Linked DNA regions of Mus musculus: region 2 is linked to region 1. A link is a contact called in public HiCAR-type data. All regions are on one chromosome and are shown on one strand. The core of a region is the stretch at or near the end of the contact, and the rest is flanking DNA. Distances in the headings are between cores, read along the strand shown. Region 1 overlaps Npas3 (neuronal PAS domain protein 3). Region 2 overlaps Npas3 (neuronal PAS domain protein 3).

Region 1 (3,438 bases), core at 542-3,041:
ACACATGGTGTCAGAAACAGGTCCATGGCCTCTTGGCTCAACTGGTGCCATTATACTTATGCAGTTATAAGAAAGCTTGTAAATACTGAAATATTATTGGGAAACAAAGATCAATGTTAAAATATTAAAAATCAATATCTTACAATAAATGGCTTAAGAAAAAATTGTTTCTATGCTGTGTTGTTTAGGAAATTGAGAATTTAGACTGTTGGTGGGTTTCACCCCTAGTATGTATTGTTCTTATTGTTCTCATATTTAATGGTCATATATATTCATTATCAGTGTCTTGGTAATGCTACCAATGCACTACCATGTATTTAAATCTAATCAGTGGTGACATTTTAACCTTCAAGCTCTCCCACAGTCTGTACTATGCTCAGTTTTGACAGAACCATCAGAGAGCATCTCACAAGACCACCATTACATCCTACAAGTTTGTCGGCATGACGATAAAACTTCAAGTTTTCAAAGTTTAAAATGGAATATATCTTTCATGCTTCAAGTAGCACACTGCAGAGTTCAAACTGTGCTAATTTAAAAGTGGCTCCTGACTTATAGTGGTTGTGCTATTCTCAAGAGTTCAGTCAGTATCACGAGTTCATTACATTTGTATGTTTGGTATTATGTGGTAAGTGCGGAAAAAGCTTACAAACATGACTGTAGGACTCAAAGTTAAAAGAATGAATTTAATACATACATACACATACATATGTAGACATAAACATCTATCTATCTATCTATCTATCTATCTATCTATCTATCTATCTATCTATCTATGTGTCTGTCTATCTATCTATCTATCTATCTATCTATCTATCTATCTATCTATCTATCTATCTATCTAAACAAGATTTTTCTTGATAGCTATCCAATCAAGCATCATTTTACACTTGCAGAACTTGAACCTAGACATTCTTAAAGATCCTTATATTTTTGATCAAATAAAACATGAAATCTCTGAGAAGTTTTTAACCACAGAGAATGATACTCAAAGTCCATTTTAATTAAGATTTGGGTCCCTTGCTTGGATACCTGGAATACAGACAATCTTATAATTCTTCAAATGTACACATTAACCTCTGTGCCATGGATTTGAATTACTGTAAGACTGACCCTAACACATAATTAAATTACATCTTTCTCATGATCTATAACACCTATGCTTGGTGCTTATCCCAATCACTTCCTACTTGAGTGACTGTAGATTTAACTGTTACAATAATCTGTTACATGAACCCAAGGTCTGTTCTAAATACTTTTATACATATTTATCTTACTCCTGTAAAAATAAAGAAAAATAGCATCTGAATTCCACATTTTTTTCTTACTTTGCCTTCATTTTTCTCTTCTTTTATAGCATTAAACCCTTCTAATTGTAAAAGAGCATTCAACTCATAAACATAAAACAGGGATAACAACTCAAATGTTAGTTAGGACCAAAAAATATAAAACAAACAAAAAAAATCAATAGGTGGATGCATTGTTGGATGGAATGGAAAATGGAGGGTGTGGAGAAAGAAGAAAGAAAGCAATGAAGGAAGGGTGAACGAGGATTTGGGGTGAGGGGTCAGAGACAGAGCAGAATCCTGTGTTTCCTTGATGGGATTCACAGGCTCACTCTTGTGAGTTTGTCAGATGTTGCCTACCCTGCAAAAGCTGAGTTTGCTAAGGCTCACATCCAGTAAAAGAGTGTGTGATTTTCTTCTACTCGTCCCAGCAAAGACTTTGCCTGTGCTATGAAAGTGACTCACTCTCGAAGAGGGCAAAGCAACCAAGTTCTTCTTTTAAAAGCTGAGTCATAAGCCTAATCTCAGCATCACTGGCAGAAGCAACTTTACCCTACTTGGGGGCTGAGCTATGAGGCAAAGATGCTGCCACAAAAGAAAACGAAAATGCTAACACCAAGAGACGGGTGAATGAATACTAGGTTGCACGCCAGCTTAGCTTTGTTGCATGGATGTACAGAGGTTCAGTTCTAGGGCTCCTCCATTTGAGGCCTTAATGGTAGAAATCTACTGGAAAGGGTACAAAGAACCCTGCCCAGGGGCCTCACCTACGTATGAGTTGCACTTATTAAGTGATATGTTGTTTGCTATGACAGAGCAGTATCATACAATACACAGGTCATATGTGGCCATGCCTTGTAGCAATCATAGGCTACAGCTAGGATTGATAAATAGGAGAAGAGCAATTCTTTTTGTCCCCATTTTCCATTGATTAGATACCAGGCATGTTTAGTTAAAGTATCGCCAGATTATAAATAATGTTGTACCTCTGTTCATTTACACAAAAAAGGACTTCGAAGGTTAGCCAGCTGACTACAAAGCTACCTTCTCTGTATAAGTTATTCTCCCAGAATCCTCTGCAACAAAGACACTGAGCTATGCAGGTGGTGGTTCAGTGACTACTGCTTCTGCTTCTCATCTTGCAGTGCTGAAAAGCTGTATTTCTCTCTTGAACAAATGAGATCCTGTTGTATCTCTGTGTCTGACTATTATGTATACCAAAGGTGAATGTAACAGGAAAACACAAACAAAAACAAAAACACAGGATTGGATAGTCCTGACAGAAGTCCAGAGGCCAGCAAATTTGTGATCGCTGGACCCAGTAGAACATTGCTCAGTCTTCCCAGACATGTATCTTGGAAGGGCAGCTCCTCAGAGCTCCATGAGGCTCTCTTTGTCCTGGTACAATCTGACTGAGCTGACTGGGCAGAAACGAATCATCTGGGAAGTTTAGTGGAAACCATAGCAGAGATCTCACTTTGGGGAGAGCCTTGGAGATATACGAATTCCCAGGTATTCCTGATCACACAGTATCAGTATAAGTATAAGTGAAGAAAGCACTTATATGTGCACCTTCTCAAGGACTCAGGGGAGGGGACACTTGACCTAACCCAGAAGAGTTGAAGTGACACTTGCCAGGATGATAAATAACGTCTTACACAGTGGCACGACAGCACAAGGCCCCTGCGTCAGTGAATGAAGTTCAGAAAGGATTCTCTGCAAAGACCTGGAAATGTCAGTGCTTCCAATCTTCCTAATGGAAAGATAAGATTCTTGCTGTATGCAAGCAGCAGGGCTCCTGACAGCAGGACTACAAAAATCCAAGGATTTATTTCGGTACATCTGTTTTGTAGCATACCCTTATTTTTATCTTATATTTGTTTGCACTATTCTTGAATTAAAATTACTGATGATCATGGGTAGTAGCAACTTTTTTGTTTTTTTTTTAAAGCAAAACACATACTCAGCATTTCTGAGTAGGAAAAATCATAGTGACAAATGAGAGTAAAGGGAGATGCGGGGAAGACATAAAAGGGACTGAACACTGTTACTCTGTCTTTATAAATGCTTCCAGGTCATTATGATCAATGACATTTATTGAAAGCATATGATTACACAGCATAAATGTAAATGCTTTGTGTATATTAACTGG
Region 2 (3,438 bases), core at 367-2,866, 400 kb before region 1:
AATGGGGCGGAAAGAAATTCTCCCCATAGTAGAGTCTATATTCTATTAGGAGGATAAATGGGTACATGAGCGCACACACGTGTATGCACACACCTGCACTGGGGGGGGGGTATGGAGATAAACATAACATACAGATATGTTTGAAATGTGTATGAATGCCTGAATGGCTAGAAAGGTCTGTGAAGGTTAACATCTGATTGCAGGTATGAAGTACATAAGGTCACTCTGAATATCGGGTGGAATAGTTCCACCACAGAGGATCAGGCTGTTGAGATGTCCAAAGGCAGAGGTTACATGTACTGAAGGGCTAAGCAGGCCACCACCTCCAGCTGTATCTGAATGTTGCTGTGAGGCTATGTGAGTACTGCTCAGGGCTCAAGGGGAGGACTCATGGGCACAGGAAACAGCAGCAAAATGGTCATCACCAGGCCTTCATGATTCTGTTAGGCCAGCTAGCTTTGGGGTTGCCCACTCTCTAGGAGTCAATTAAAGTTTGAGTAAACTTCCTTGAGAGACAGTTGATGAAGCCTGAGCAAGACTTGTTATGCTTGGATTCTGCTGGTTCAGTTTTCCTGAGCACAAACACCTCCAGGGAGGAAGGAGCAGGGTTGGCTCTGGGAGAGGAAAACACAGTGGTAAAAATAAGGCCAATTCGACATCTTGATGGTATGTAGGGACCCTCGTATACAGAGGAGCAGGATTCCAGTACAGCCAGAACTAATTCACTGGTTTCTCTAACCACATGCTTAGCTTTCAGAACCTCTCCTTAACAAACTCCCGAGTCATGGTGCCTTTCTTCCTTTATGCATAGTGAGCATTGCCCACTGCCTGCTGGTTTTCTTCAGGGTCTTATGTATGTAATAAATCTACCAAAGAGACAGCCTACAGCGGGCCATTATGCAGTCACCCCCCTCTCCCCGCTTTAGTAATGTTGACTCCACTTAGCACTGAGTATAGTGTGCTGTAGGATCTGAGAGCTTGCAGGTGGGAGTTTGGCATCTAGTCCCAGGCCTCGATGATGGAGAAGCAGTGGCGTGGGTAAGGCAGTATCTTTGGCCTTTGTCTAGGAGACTGGGGCAGCTGCTCAGAATGCAAAGCTAGCTTCCTAGAGACAGTTGCTTTTGTCCTTGTGAAATACTTGGCTTTTCTTTATGAGCCCTGGCTGGACTTCTTATTGCTTTGGTGGCATCAGGGATGACTCAGAGACCAGGAAGCAAGTGTTGTGACTGTCACTGTCTCAGGGCAGTTCCATTCAGGCCTGTTGTCCTTTTAGTTGTTCAGCGGAGACATGTTTAGTTTGGTTTTACCTGTGCCAGCTCAGTCTGGGATGGGGTACAGAGACAGACTCTCAAAGGAGGACACTCTGGCTATAAACCTGCCAGGTCCTTCCCAGCTCTACCCCTTCCCTGATTGGTGTTTTCACATCTCCCAAGGATGGGAATTTTCAGAACAAAGCCCAGTACTTGGAGTGGTTATTTGCATGTCAATTTCCGGAATGCTTCTCCAACTTTCCCTTGTGCCATAGTGATGCTTTTGTATCTCTTCTGCTGGGGATAAATGGAGAGGAAGGGCTCGAAGTGGGTCAGCGCAGTGTCCTGGCACTTCCTTTGGCTGAGTCTTTGCCCAATGGGGTGGAAGCCAGACTTCCTTCTCCCTGGCCCTTCAGCTCCCCTATGCAGCCTTGCAGATCTGGGAGGTCTGCGTTCTTTATTGCAGCTTTGGGGTGAGCAGGCACCTGACCATGGGAATATTCTTTCCTCCGGTCACAGGCGTCTGTGAGGGACCCTAGTGGGGTCTAATGATGGTGCTTGCTGTGTTCTCACCATCTTTCCCTTTAACCCATTTCTTGCCTGTCCATATTCCTGGCTGGAAATAGTGTATATGTGTGTGTGGGGGGGGAAGGGCAGCGGGAGAGCAAATGGCAGGAGCAAGCTAGGGTTTCTTTTCCTGTGAGACAGTATCCAGGTCCTGCCTTACGGTCAATCAACTGTAAGTATCCTGTAGCACTGTCATAAAATGTGAGAATTAAAACATCTTTTTTCTATCAAAAGAGTCTTTGAAGTTATAGTCTTGGATGAATCTCGCAGAAGGGCATACAGGAAACAGTGTTCTACACACAGACTTTTTTTTTGTCTAGTTCCCTATCATGTGGGAAGTTCCTCCACACTAGTGTCTAAAAAGCAATTTTCTGGTCACTTTTCAAAAGGTCCCAACTGTGGCCTATGGGGATACTTGGGACCCCTGGGACCAAGACCATGGCTTGCCGTCTAGCAGGCTACCATGAAGAGGGTGTGGCACTTCTGAGCATGGACAGAATTCAAATAGTTCCCGCCGTCACCTGACATTCTGTTCTATTAAAATGATATTTTAAAAATTATATTAATTTTACCTTGGCAAATGTTTACTATGTAGATATAAGGTAATCAGAATGTTTATTATATAGTACACACATGTATTACATATTACAGCAGTAAAGCAACATCTAGTAAATTAAAAAGCAGGCGGAGGCCTCCGTTGTGAAGGTGAGTTTAAGCTACATGTCCTCCTCCAGCGGAACTGTGAGAGCTGTTGTTCTAGAAAGCCCACGTCTGCGCTTAGAGCTGGATTGTAATGCAAGACATTGGAATGTGCTATAGCATTGGGGAAAATCTACTCATATGATGAGCTAGATTTTATAGTTCTTAGGTAGTTTTGATTATAAAAATGTATCCCATTTTCTAGCATACTATCATGACTCTAAGGTATTTTCAAGTTTTTTTTTTTTGTTTTTTTTGTTTTTGTTTTTGTTTTTTTTTTTAAGACAGGGTTTCTCTGTATAGCCCTGGCTGTCCTGGAACTCACTTTGTAGACCAGGCTGGCCTTGAACTCAGAAATCTGCCTGCCTCTGCCTCCCAGGTGCTGGGATTAAAGGCATGCGCCGCCACTGCCTGGCTCCAAGTGTTTTTTAAATTAATTTTACTTTATGTGTATGAGTATTTTGTTTGCCCGTATGTCAGTGTCTGATGCCTGCAAAGGCCATAAGAGGAACTGGGTCCCCTGGAAATGGAGTTACAGACAGTTGTGACCTACCAGACGAGTGCTTGGAATTGAACCTAGGTCCTCTGGAAGAGCAGCCAGTGCTCTTAACTGCTGAGCCATCTCTTCAGACCACCCGCCCCCCTTTTAAATCAGTGCATTTAAGAAACCAGAAGTAAATGAAAACTAATACAGGAATTAGTTCCCGACTTTCTGAGGAAAACTCCAGGGGGAGGAGTGTGTACCCAGGGCCAGTTCTTCTTATAGGATGGACTCATTTTGCTTTTGTTGTGGGGGCCATGTGGCTTCAGTGTGTCTCCTTGTTGGCTTTCTACATGCCAGAGAGAGGTTAGAGGCAGGACCCCTGAGAAGGAGAACACCATCTTGGCTGGATACTGGAGATTTGACTGTTATTGATGATAT

What was found. HiCAR-type assays count read pairs that join an accessible place to other places.
Region 2: a contact with region 1 is called in a HiCAR-type map of astrocytes, with 2.9 times the contacts expected there. The contact joins two enhancer-like sites. A contact is called at or near these places in 2 of 484 Hi-C or Micro-C datasets (the N1E-115 cell line and neural progenitor cells) and 2 of 115 datasets of contacts at active chromatin or transcription factors (astrocytes and neural progenitor cells).

What each region holds. Positions count from the first base shown.
Region 1 is chr12:53,579,729-53,583,166 of GRCm38.p6, reverse strand. All of the region lies in intron 3 of Npas3 (neuronal PAS domain protein 3), which reads right to left. Among named protein-coding and RNA genes, the nearest start is that of Gm35614, 250 kb to the left of the region's middle. Within about 2 kb of position 1,791, at least 4 of the 459 cell types and tissues checked have an H3K27ac peak or open chromatin away from gene starts, as enhancers often do. A contact at or near this core is called in astrocytes, where this site is marked.
Region 2 is chr12:53,979,834-53,983,271 of GRCm38.p6, reverse strand. The region is part of intron 6 of Npas3 (neuronal PAS domain protein 3); the gene reads right to left. Among named protein-coding and RNA genes, the nearest start is that of Gm35614, 150 kb to the right of the region's middle. Within about 2 kb of position 1,616, at least 38 of the 459 cell types and tissues checked have an H3K27ac peak or open chromatin away from gene starts, as enhancers often do. A contact at or near this core is called in astrocytes, where this site is marked.